Regions from separate parts of the Ovis aries genome. Here region 2 is linked to region 1. Evidence: chromatin contacts called from public Hi-C data. All regions are on one chromosome and are shown on one strand. Each heading gives the region's core, a stretch centred on a gene start, on an enhancer-like site or on the middle of the called end of the contact. The rest is flanking DNA. Distances are from core to core; before and after follow the strand shown.

Region 1 (6,248 bases), core at 1,334-3,833:
GCAGAAGCATTTAAAATGTCCTCCTCTCTCAAACTGAAAATAGCTTTCACAATTCTCAGGTCAGAACATACATCCTCCCTGTGAAACCATGCTGGTTCTGCCCAGTCCATCATCTACTGAGTCAAGCTCAGCTAGTCAGGGTGGATACAACTGCAGGAAAGGTCACCTGGAGCCACTGGCCTCTGGCAGGAACGCAGAGCCTTCTGTGCCACCTGCAGCCAGTGAACCCAGAGGACACCCCCACCTCCCTGCCCAAGACCCCCCCAAGACTCCCCCTCCCAACCTCCCACCAAGCGCAGCATCTCATAGGATCCCCCCTCCCACCAAGGGCAGCTTCTCACAGGACCCCCCTCCCACCCTTCCACCAAGGGCAGCATCTCACAGGAACTGCATCCCCCCCACCCAAGGGCAGCATCTCACAGGACCACCACCCCTACCTCCCACCAGGGCAGCATCTCACTGGACCACCACCCCCACCTCCTACCAGGGCAGCATCTCACAGGAACTGCATCTCCCCATCCAAGGGCAGCATCTCACAGGACCTTCCTCCTCCACCTCCCACCAGGGCAGCATCTCACAGGATCCCCCCCAACCCCAATCCCCACCCAAGGACAGCATCTCACAGGCTCCGTGTGACCGGAACTCCACCCCCAGTCTCTGGGTTCAGAGAGGAAATAGAGGACTGTTTTTTCCCCCCATTTCTAACAGCAAGGGGTTTTCCTCACAAGCCATCAGTTTTCTGATTCTCTGACACCGGCTGGGCTGACAACTCAGTTCTGATGCCATCTCCTAGAGTGAGAGCAGACTCTGTGGGTAGGGGCTCACCCACCAGACCCCCTCACTTCTGCCTGGACAACTGCAGATTTGGTTTTTCTGGCCTGGCCTGGCCTGAAGCTGCCTGGGGCCACACGAGAGTCCCCTCATTAGCACAAATCTGGGTTTGCTCAGAAGGGCCCTGTTGTGAGCATGAGAGACACTTCCGTTGCTCAGGAAATTCCAAGGGTTCTCAGAGTGCTGTGCCGGGAGCCTAGAAGGGGGCCAGATATGTGTTTCCTATTATACACCCACACGAAGGCCGCTTCCCTTGCCCGGCGCTGGTCACCGTGGAACGAGGCCAGAGCTCTAGGTGAGCTGGTCCCGGCACAGGGGAGGGGTCCTGGGGGCTGTCAGTCTCTTCGCATTTTCTGTCCTGCAGAACATAACTTCTGTTTCTGCACTAACCAGTAAGGCTCCTGTAAAAACAAAATGTTTGAGCACTGGACGAGTGGCTGGTGCCCTGCAGTGTCATTATGTATTGAGATGACTGCTTTATTTAGTTCCAGTCAGCTCAAGCCCCTGTGGCTCCTGGCTGTGTTGTGAAGCTCTACACACAGACCCTCTGGAAATGACGGGAGACCTCAAGGGGAGAGGGTGCCCCCCTGGGTCAGGAGCAGCCACATACCCCTCATCTCTTACTTCCCTCCCTGGAACCGTAACCCAAAGTGAGGAGACGCTGGCATTCCTGGCAGTGCTCAGTGTTGGATTCATCCACCCATCCATCCACTCATCAGCCCATCCATCATTCAATCGACATCGCCAATTCAATGGACATGAACTTGGGCAAACTCTGGGAGACGGTGAGGGGCAAGGAGGTCTGGTGTGCTGCAGTCCATGAGGCAGCAAAGAGTTGGACACGACTTAGCAACTGAACAACAAACATCCATTTAGCCATCTATTCATCCATTCACTCATCCATCCATCCTTCTGTGAACAAATACTTCTTGAGCACGTTAAACACTTGGTCACATTCGGTGCTTTTCCAGGTACATGAATTTAGAGTCACACAGCAATTCTTAGAATAGTTGCAGAATCAAATTTAGTGTAAGAGCAGAGTTAAATACTAAAATTATGTTTAAAAGTTCTCCTTCTCAAAGTGATGCCAACTGAGAGGGTGACTCCAAGTGGGAGCAGGTGGGTGAAACAGGTGAAGGGATGCTGAGCGTCCAGTGTTTGGAGGGTCCTCCCGAGTGAGGTGGTGACTGCCTGCAGCACCTGGGGTCCTGCACCTGTAGCAGGTGTGAGGTACTCGTTCAGTACAGGGGCGTGTGGTTCTCAGAGAGGGTGTTGGTGATGGAGGGCAGGTTTGGGAGCTACATGGCTTCCCCCTGGCTTGGAGGCCTGGGTTAGATGAAACTGAGCAGGGGCCCTGGTGGAGCTCAGGAAGGGAAGTGAATCAGAAATCTAAGTGGAGGGAATGGACGCAGAAGAAGCTGTGAGCCACAGCGCCCTTGGGAGGCTGGTGTTTCCCCAGGGAGGGGTGGCACAGAGGTCAGAGGAGGCTGGGCCAGGTCTGGGCGTGCTGTGGGGAGTGGTGCCCAGGAACTGCCTGGAGGAGGTGCTTACTCTGAGCCTGAGCCCCTCCTCGCCCCCCTCCTTCTCCACTGCTTGTCCGGGAACTGGGCCTTGTGGGTGGGAACAACTCTGGCCAAGAGGAGAGACGCCGGATGGAAGCATAGCTGCACATTTTGTTCTGTGTGTGGTGGACAGCGCCGGCGAGGTGGCCTGCAGCCCTCTGGCCCATGTTTGTGTCATGAGAAGGCACTGGGCCAGGGCCCTTTTCTCTGTTCCTGGGGCAACAACAGATCAGCACAGACTGGGCCTTGTGCACAGAAGAGCCTCACTCCTTGAAGCTGGACGTCCATGCAAGAGATGTTAAATGTGGTATACAAATACACACAGAAATTTATGAGTGTATATAATACATATATAGCATTTGGAATGAAACACTTCTATATCCCAGCAAAATGCATTTCTCTCTGGGTAGGTGAGAGAGCTGGGTGTATGTGCAGCCTGGGAAGGATTTGTTTGCAGGGGAATTAATGAAATCTTACAGTTACGTAAATCACCAATTACATGGTCGGCTTCTTTCTAAACCTTTACAAGTTCACATAAATACTTTAATCTAATTGCCTTGAAGTCCCACTGTCGTGAAATTCCTGCAGCTCCAGCCCCCAATACAGGGCTCAGATCACTCCCCTCGGTTTGGGGAACACCTTGATGGTGTGCTGGCAGAGCTGGGGTAGGGGAGAAATGGGGTCCGAGCAGACCCACCTGCAGGGCTGGACAGCAACTAGAGAGTCCTGCTTTAGTCCCAGGTCTGGATGGACACACAGGCAGGCGTGGGGTTCTGTTTGGCAGAGGTTAGTGGGGCAGGCCTGTGGGCAGGTGTGGAGGTATGCTCCCCCTTGGTGCTGGCGCTGGGGCCTAGCTGGGGGCTGGGGGGGTTACAGGCAACCATGGGGAGGGACCTCCAGAGGGGGAGGAGGGGCCTGCAAGCACGGAGGCCCAGTCTTTCCTGGGGCCACTTGCCCACCTCTGATTCCAGACTTCCATAGCAGGCTGCCTTTCTCACATGAAGCCCTTTCCAGCTGATTTCCGTCCATTAGGGAATGAAGGCAGTTAGTGGCAGTTTAGGAAAATGTTAAACTTCACGTGTGGAAGTGGCGTTTTCATACCAAGTTCCCATCTGCACACACACTTGACACACCAGTCCTCCGGCGCTTTTAGGACAAGATCTGTGCCTTGTTGATGTTCACCCAAGGAAGACGCCTGGCTCCTTGAGGAACCTCCACTCACGGGCTGGCTTGACTTTTTTCCAGCAGATGGGGAAACGGGGGTTGTGGTGTGTCCATGCACCCCTAGCCAAGGCCCAGGCGGCTGAGACTGGGGGCTCCTGAGGCTGGGGTCCGGGCCCTCTGCCAGCCCCAGGCGGGGTCGCATTCCACAGGCTCTCAGGGAGCCCACGCCAGCTCCAGCTCACTCTGTCAGCACCTGCTGGGGAGGCTATTGATTACGCAGGTCTCTGTGGGTGGCCTCTCCCCTGGGAGCCTGTCCCAGCCACGGCCAAAGCCTGTGTGAGTGAGAACACTCGGCGTGGCTGCAGGAAGGCCAGCTGCATGGACTTGTGTGAGCACCAGGCTGCCTTGGGGTTCCCCCGGCAGCGTGGAGCCACTGGTTGCCCGGGTCAAAGGTGGCCCCCTTCCCGGGTGCGTGGGGGGTCTTGCCCTGGGCCTGGCCTGTGCCTGCTCCTCTGGGGAGGGCTCTGTGTCTTCTCTGTGCAGCCCAGCAGCTAGGCCTTGGACAATGTGGGGAGGATGACGGCCAGTTCCCCACCCCTGCCCCCGCCCGCCACCACCTGCTTGCCGTGGCTGGGATTTCACTGGACTGGGGAGGAATTCTTTCCAAGGAGTCCCTTCTGGAGGCCTCATCTTTCCTCTGGTAATTTATGAGACATTTGCTGTTGCATCTGGACCCTCCCTCAGGGTTTTGAGTGTTACTGTAAAGGTTTTATTCTCACCCTAAAAGTGCAAGACAATTGCTAGTTTTGTTCCAGGAAGTCTATGACTTTTAAGAATGAAGAAAGAGTCTTTTCTAAGAGATGTGTATAGCTAGCTGTGTGACCTGAGTGTGCTGTCATCATCTTTCTGGACCTGAGACCACACTTCAGTGAGCAGGCGACTGTCTAGATCCGGCATAGACCCACCACGCCCCGATATCCTGACCACCTCTGCACAGTCAGAGAAACGGTGCCTGGTGTCGACCGAGAGTCCATTGAACAAAAACGGCTGGATCAGGTCTTCCTAGAGCAGTGCTGATGGGGTGGGGAGCCTGGGAAGATGAGCAGCAAAGGAAACAGCAGAAAGAGCACTTCAAACGTGTTGGCAGTGGTCTAATCTGGCTGGGCAGAGTTGGAGCCTCCACTCTGCACTCATCTGTGTGGCCTCAGGGTAGGGCTGCTCTCTCTGATCCTGACCTCAGGCCAGGGGAGCTCAGAGGGTGGTCAGGAGGCTCAGAGCTGTGACCAGGCTGTGGGCTTGGGGAATGGGTTCCTGCTTTAGCGTGCAATAGTTTTCATCAGCCACATTCTGGTTTGTAGCAGCTTGGGTGACTTCCCTTAATTCACGCCTGGTTCTGGGTTCTGACCTGGGGACAAGGCAGTGGAGGCAGGAGAGGAGGTCAGCCTGGTTCGTGGTCAGGGGCCAGGCATGGGGACAACGGCCATGAACCTCAGTCCACAGAAAGTCTCTTGACCACATAACACTATGAGAAACTACCTGCTTTTTTTCTCTTGGCTCTGAAACTTGTGTGGAGTTTGCAAAACATAGAACTTCATATAGCTGAAGTATAGAGCTTCATTTAGCCAGTCTTTGAGAACAGGTCTGCTAGTTAAAAACTGTTAATATCTCAGTTTTCCTTTGTCTAAGAATTTTGTATTTCCTCTTCCTTCTGCAAGTGTGGTTTCAGTTCAGTTCAGTTCAGTCGTTCAGTCGTGTCCGACTCTGTAACCCCATGGATGGCAGCACGCCAGGCCTCCTTGTCCATCATCAACTCCCAGAGTTCACTCAAACTCATGTCTATTGAGTCAGTGATGCCATCCAACCATCTCATCTTCTGTCATCCCCTTATCCTTCTGCCTTCAATCTTTCCCAGTATCAGGGTCTTTTCCAATGAGTCTGTTCTTCGCATCTGGTGGGCAAAGTATTGGAGTTTCAGCTTCAGCATCAGTCCTTCCAATTAATATTCAGGACTGATTTCCTTTAGGATGGACTGGTTGAATCTTCTTGTAGTCCAAGGGACTCTCAAGACTCTTCTCCAACACACAGTTCAAAAGCATCAATTTTTCAGCAGTCAGCTTTCTCTATAGTTCAACTCACGTTCATACATGACTACTGGAAAAACCATAGCTTTGACTAGACAGACCTTTCTTTGCAAAGTAATGTCTCTGCTTTTTAATATGTTCTCTAGGTTTGCAATAGCTTTTCTTCCAAGGAGCAAGTGTCTTTTAATTTCATGGCTGCAGTCACCATCTGCAGTGATTTTGGAGCCCCCCAAAATAAAGTTGTCACTGTTTTCCACTGTTTCTCCATCTATTTGCCATGAAGTGATGGAACCAGATGCCATGATCTTTGTTTTCTGACTGTTGAGCTTTAAGCCAACTTTTCCACTCTTCTCTTTCACTTTCATCAAGAGACTCTTTAGTTCTTCACTTTCTGCCATAAGGGTGGTGTCATCTGCATATCTGAGGTTATTGATATATCTCCTGGCAGTTTTGATTCCAGCTTGTGCTTCATCCAGCCCAGCGTTTCTCATGATGTACTCTGCATAGAAGTTAAATAAGCAGGGTGACAATATACAGCCTTGACGTACTCCTTTCCCTATTTGGAACCAGTCTGTTGTTCCATGTCCAGTTCTAACTGTTGCTTCCTGAC
Region 2 (6,248 bases), core at 1,582-4,081, 250 kb after region 1:
CTATTACAAATCCCGTACAAGGCAACACTGTTCTTTTCAGTTGAAATGCTTTGGCAGCAAAGTAAATCTTTGCATTCTTTCTTAGTAAGGAAAGATGCAATGTGCTTTTTGCTTCATCTCAGAAGAGCAAGATTCTTGTCTTTTATCCTCTCCATCTAACGGTCAGTAAATATATGGTCATTTTAAACTTCACATGGAAAGGATTAATCTGATGCACATGGAATCCCCTGCCCTGGCAGCTGCGTGTGTGTGTGTGTGTGTGTGTGTGTGTCTATACATATTATTTGGGTTTGTCAGCACAAGACAAAATGCCTTAGGACTTTTACTTGTCACTCAGAGGCGGAGTGACAAGTAAAATGCGTGACAAGTGAACTAGAAAGGCGTCCGCCCGAGTAAACAGGGGCTGTGTCACTAGTGCGCCGCACAGCAGCCAGACTCCTCGTGCTTGTGCAGGAGGGACATCCGCGAGAAGGTTTTGGAGCAACTCTTGCACTGGTATTTCTTGACGTCCGAGTGCGTCTGCAGGTGAGCCCTCAGATTGGACCTGTCTGCGAAGGCCCTGCTGCAGTGAGAGCAGGAAAAAGGCTTCTCCCCTGGCGGGTGGGGCAGGGTGGGGAGAAAGAAAGATGGTCAGTGTTTTCAGAGGAAATGCAAATCCAGAAGAGGCTTACAGCAATCTTCACACTTTGCCAAAAGCATGAGAAGGAGCAAAACTTGATTCAAATCCCCCTTAATCGATATTTGTTTCAATGTCTGGCCCTTTAAGACAAATGCGAAAGTTGCACTTAAAAAAAATCAAATTTAAAAAGTTAAAAAAATATATAATTGCTGCTGCCAGTCCTAGAGAAATAATTCCTGTCATCCTAGGACTTGGCTTGTTCAAGTTCTCTTCTTCGGCAGGTGCAGCTAACGGCCAGCTCCTCCCCAGGTTTCCCAACAGTTCCCCTTTTCCCTCCTTCTGTATTATGACTAAGCCTGGGTGAGTGCCCCCGCTCCTGGCAGGGTGATTTTGTGCTAGGAATAGAAAACTCAGCAGCAAAAACAAAACAAAAGCAAACAACGGAAAGCAAATTCAGCTCTCACTATCCAACTTGATGTGGGTGAGAGACAGCACAGCAAGAATGTAGCTAACAAAAACCCAAGAACCAAAAACTTCATCGGTCCGTCTGCCTAATCAATTGATTGGGAGAACAACATCTGTATTTGCTAATCATTGGGAGACATTTCACAGAACACACCTCCAAGCACATCTCTCCTGATTTGCTAATTGATCTTTGAGACCAAACCTCCTGAATCTAACTTTCCAAAGTCTAAATGCTGTTTGCAGTCTCGGGAGCAGAGGCTGTGAGCAAGCAGTGGAGCCCTTTGTGCTTTGACGACTTTTTGAGTCGTCAGGAAGTAGCTAAAACCGAACATCCATCATCAAAAGTACTGTGTCACCACTTAAGGCAAATCGGACAGCCAGCCCAGAGCTTCCTTCTGCTGGACGGCGACACCCTGACTATGTGTTTCTCTTACCAGTGTGAGTTCTGATGTGTCCTTGCAGTAACCAGGGTCTGGAGAACGCCTTGCCGCAGATCTTGCAGACACAAGGTAAGGTGTGCGTCCGAATGTGCATCTTGAGGGCGCCCAGGCTCACGTATTCCTTGTCACAGTACTTACAGCTGAAGGATTTCCTGGACTGGGCGTCACAGTGCAGCTGCCTGTGTTTGCCCAGCCCTGAGAAGGTCGAATAGGTTTTATTGCATAAATTGCACTGAAACTTTTCAGCTTCGATGGCGTGGGGGTCTGAAAGCTTGGACTGTAGCCTTTCTTCTTCGTCGCTAATGGGGCTCTCGGAGCCGCTGTGGTCCTTGGATGAGGTGTCGGACGGAGGAGGGGGACTCACGCGCCCCAAGGATGCGGGGTATCCGGACAGAGGGGATAGGCCGGCGGGCAGCGGGGCGTGGAAGGGAGAGGCGGTGGTCCACACGGCGATCGGGCTGTAGGCTCCCGACCTGAGGACCTCCGGCTGCGGGATGACAGGCACCGGGTAGCCCTCGTAGAGACACGGGGAGATAATCACTGCGGAGAAAGGAGAGGAGCGGGGCGTGAGACAGAGGGCACCGTGAAAGCGCAGTGACGAGCCAGGCTGCCTGCGCAGGGAACGAGGAGACAGACTCCCCAGGAGCAGGCAGGCGCTGGGAGGACATTAGTTTTCCGCCGCTGCTGCTCGGGGTCACTGCGCTTAAGGCTCATTTGTGCACCCCCCCCCACCCCCGGCCCCGCACACGACCGAGTGTGGGGGGCTGCCCGACCAGCGAGTGCAGGGGGAAACCTACCCACTTTCTAAAGATACAGAAAAGTTCTCTTCCATCTTATGCGTGGGGTACTTGCTTGGCTCACGCCGGTAAGTACAAGGATTGGCGTAAATCAAGCCGCTTTCTGGAGGAAAGGAGCCTTATTACATGAAAAAGGCAATAATTCAACGTTCACCCACTGCCTCACCCAGCCTCCACGTCCTCATTATGCAAGTATGTACACGCTGCGGAACGTGACGTCGCAAGAGCCCAGGGAAGATCTCCTCGCCAGCTCAGAGTGTGGAAGTTTTGAATTAAACCCGAGCCCAAACGATCTGAGGAAGGACCGCTCTTTCGGGAGCAGATAGCCTGGGTGTCCAGCTCTTTCGTATCAAAGTCGAGCGGCGGCACACCCCTGTCGTTACCTATTTACAGACTGAGATGCGGACATCTGACCCCCACCCCGCCCCTTACCTGTGTGTGTGTCCAGCTCGCTGTAGTTGGGCTTCTTGGAGGCGTTGAAATGCTTCTTGACCAGGAAGGAGCGCGGCATCCTGGCGGCGGCGCGGGGCGCGGGGCGCGCGGTCCTACAGCATCTCTGCCCCGCAGGTGCGCGCGCGGCGCCGCCAGGTCGCGGGCTCCTCGCGGACTGAGCCCGCGGTGGCGGCGGGGAGGCCTTTTTTTCCTCTCTTTTGCGAGAAGGGTCCAATCACAGCCGAGAGGTTCAGATTTCAGCTCCTCCCTCTGGGCCAGCTGTGAGCAGAGGAGGAATCTGTTGTCAGACTAAATTATTCTGGTTCAAAATGGGCTGTGCCCCGAGCTTTCAGTGGAGAGGAAAAAAGTGCTTCAGTCTTTTCGGGAGAGGTCGTTTTCCTTCCTGATCGCAGAGCCGGGCGTCCTTGTTCCGGGCGCGCTGAGTCCGCCGGCCGGGCCTGGCTTTCAGGTGCGGGCTCCGCGCCGGCTAGGAAGGCTGGGCTCTAGGCTCCCGGAGCCTCGCGGCTTTGGAGAGCTTTGGCGCGCACAGGGACGGAGCAATTCACTCCTGGCTTTTGAAAAAGGAAGGTAGCGGCGAGGACAAAGCCCCAGTGAGTGAGCCGCGGGCCTGCAAGGGGGCAGCCCGGGTCGAGACCCGCCTGCTTCGCGCGCTTGGGGATGCGCTTCGTGTCCTGGCGGCTCGGGGTGGGGAAGAGGGGCGCTTCCTCGGGAAATAAAGCGGTCGTGTCACTTGTTAACTTTGGGGCTTGAAAGAAGCGCTTTGTGGCCCCCAAAGGACCCACGTTCAGGGAGAAGCAGGCCCCCCAGGATGAGAGGGAAGGATGAACTAAGGTCCCTGTCGTGGGAATCTGGAACCCTCTCCCAGAGGCCTCTGAGAAGCGCTTCTATCTTTTCACGCATCATTAGGTTTTTTTTTTTTTTTTTAATGGAAAAAAGCCTGAATGGGCCGTTAGGGACAATAGTTTCAAACATTTATTTGCTTTCTGTGGTGCTGTTTTTTCAGTATAAAGTCACCGCATCATCTCTCTGCCCCTCTCCTGTGTGGCGTTTGTAAGGAAAGGGTGCCTCCTCTAGCGCTTGAGTTTCTAAACTAGCCGGGTAACTAGCAAAAACACCTTGATTTTGTGTACGGTATTGAGTCTAAAAATACACTAAAGTGGCTGGTTGTAAAAATGACATTTCAACCATGTTTTCAAGCATCTCTTCTCCTTTCCACCTCTTGCTTAAAGATTAAGGAAAGAACAAATTTGCAATCAGACCACCCTACCCTTGATTCGAACAGGTGCTGGGAGAAAAAAAAAAAAAGTGGAAAAATAACAGTTGAAGTCAAGACTTGCAAGAGGAAGGCGCATGTCTGGCACATAACTTCTTAATCTTGCGGTGAGGCGGCAGGGAGGGCGGGGCCCCAGCTGCCTCGCTATTGTGCAGGATCCCTTTACCTTCCTCCTAACAGTCACTGGTTCAAACACCAGAGAAAGGAATTTAGATGAAACTTTATGTTGAAAGAAGCAGTTTTCATGGGTGCCAGGAAAATATGAATATGCATCAGAGTCCTCCACAAACCGTGAACTGCAGGATAACCCAGAGCAACTTTCCGAACTTCTGTTTTGTGAGGGAGTGGCTACTCACTCCAGTATTCTTGCCTGGAGAATTCCATGCACAGAGGAGCCTGGCAGGCTACAATCCATGGGGTGGGTTTCAAAGAGCTGGACTCGACTGAGCGACTAGCACTTTCATTTCAGATTGGCCGGTTTATTGGGACAGGAGCTCTCCTCGTCCCTCCCAGCCCGCTTCCTGCAGGAGGCACTTTCTCATGGACGCGACCCCCTTGAGAAAACCCAGATGCCAATGCACTGACTTCCCCCTTCAGCTCCACCCTGAGTCTGCTCAGCACAGTGAGGGGGCTGGAGGCATTCTGGTGTGTGTTTGTTGGTTGATAATTATGGCACAGGATGACCTGCTTAAGTGTGTATGTGAACAATCTGCTCTAAGAGTTGAACAGTATTTCACTCCTCAAGGGAAAGCCCTTGAATCTGGGTTACAGATGCCTCATCACGTGGACATCGGGCAGAGTTGGGACGTGTTCCGAGCCGGGACGTGCTGGGCTGCGAGGGTGTCAGGAGCCTGTCTGAGGCGTGTTCTTGCACAGGTCTGCCAGGCTTGTGTGAGGTCCGCTCTGCTGCAGGAAGGGCCAGCCCCAGGTGAGTCAGGGCACAGGTGCCCCGCTGAGACACCTTGGGGCTGGTGAGGATGGCAGGATGGAGGGGACCATTGGGACACCCCCCCGCGAGAAGACCCACTGCAGGGATTCTGGTCAGACCTGTGGAGGTTCCTCTCATGTGGGCCAGAAACTGGCCCAGTCACTGCCCAGGACAGAGCCCTACATGGAGGCATGGACCCCTGGCTTCCATGTGTCACTGGGGCAGTCACTGCCCAGCACAGAGGCCTGCATGGAGGCAAGGACCCCTGGCTTACACATGTCATTGGGGCAGCACACTCCCAACCTGGGTCTTATTCAGCAAGAAACCAGTCCTGGGCTGATGGCTTAGGTGGCCAGGAACAGTGAGGAAGGACACTTGTCCCGAGATGTTACTGACTCACAGCCCAGTCAGGGAGCAGCTGGGGGCACAGGTGTGCCCCCCGACAAGGGACAAAGTGGGGACAGACTCAGGGTGGCTCTGATGTGGGGCAGAGACGTGAGGGGAGGGTGGATGGTCTGAGGGCAGTGTCCAGGCTCCCTGGCTCTGACGCCCCAGAGAATCTCGGTTCTCCTGGAGGAAGTGGGGCTCTAACAATACCCACCCCGTGGCTGAGTCCCACTGGTAGGAGTGCCTCGCCTTACCTGTGATCTGTGGGGAGGCCCACATCACCTGGTTCCTTACTCATCACAAAGTTTATTAGTCAGGACCTGGTGTGGCTTAGCAGGCAGTCTCTCCTTTGCTCTGTTTTCTGAAGAAGCTGATGGAGAAGACTTGTAGACAACTCTGTGACCTCGTTGGGGGCCAGCCCTTCCCCACGGCTCCCTGTGCCAGTGGGGTTTCTCCCAGACCCAGGCTTTTCTGTGAAAGACATATTCTTGCCTTGCCAATTTGGGGAGTAAAGTAGATGCATGAGGTTTGGGAGTGCATCTCAGGTCTGTGTACTTTGCAGGAAGATTTGTGCGCAGGTAGGTCCTCAGGTATGGGAGCAGCAGTACAGATACTGAGCTAAGGAAACAGGGTGATTCCAGCTCCAGAAGAAGCCACAGCTCAGCCAAGGCAGAGAACCAGCTCCTGAGACCACGGCGTCTTTTCCGACTTCAGTTTGGGCCATTACCCTGGTGTGGGCGGGGGCGGGATTACCTCTGTTGAAAGACATGCAGTCACGGAATGTCGCTGGTTTGACTGTGATATCCAGAGAATATTAGAGCGTGCAGCTAACTTCTTAACTATTTAGACAGTAACAAAGTGTCGTGATACTGAACTTTGACGTTTG

Evidence for each region. Hi-C and Micro-C count contacts between places; a contact is called where the count stands out from the background.
Region 2: a Hi-C map of hypothalamus shows a contact between it and region 1, with 4 times the contacts expected there. The contact joins the promoter of SNAI2 here to the enhancer-like site in region 1. A contact is called at or near these places in 6 of 16 Hi-C or Micro-C datasets (hypothalamus, liver, mixed tissues and 3 more).

The regions. Positions count from the first base shown.
Region 1 is chr9:32,697,163-32,703,410 of ARS-UI_Ramb_v3.0, forward strand. All of the region lies in intron 1 of LOC132657166 (a long non-coding RNA gene), which reads left to right. Among named protein-coding and RNA genes, the nearest start is that of UBE2V2, 87 kb to the left of the region's middle. Within about 2 kb of position 2,584, at least 17 of the 54 cell types and tissues checked have an H3K27ac peak or open chromatin away from gene starts, as enhancers often do. A contact at or near this core is called in hypothalamus and tail adipose tissue, where this site is marked.
Region 2 is chr9:32,950,710-32,956,957 of ARS-UI_Ramb_v3.0, forward strand. It overlaps SNAI2 (snail family transcriptional repressor 2), which reads right to left and starts at 2,832. Exons shown (of 3, transcript NM_001126342.1): 1 at 2,754-2,832; 2 at 1,519-2,064; 3 at 412-593. The coding sequence starts at 2,832. The coding sequence ends at 412.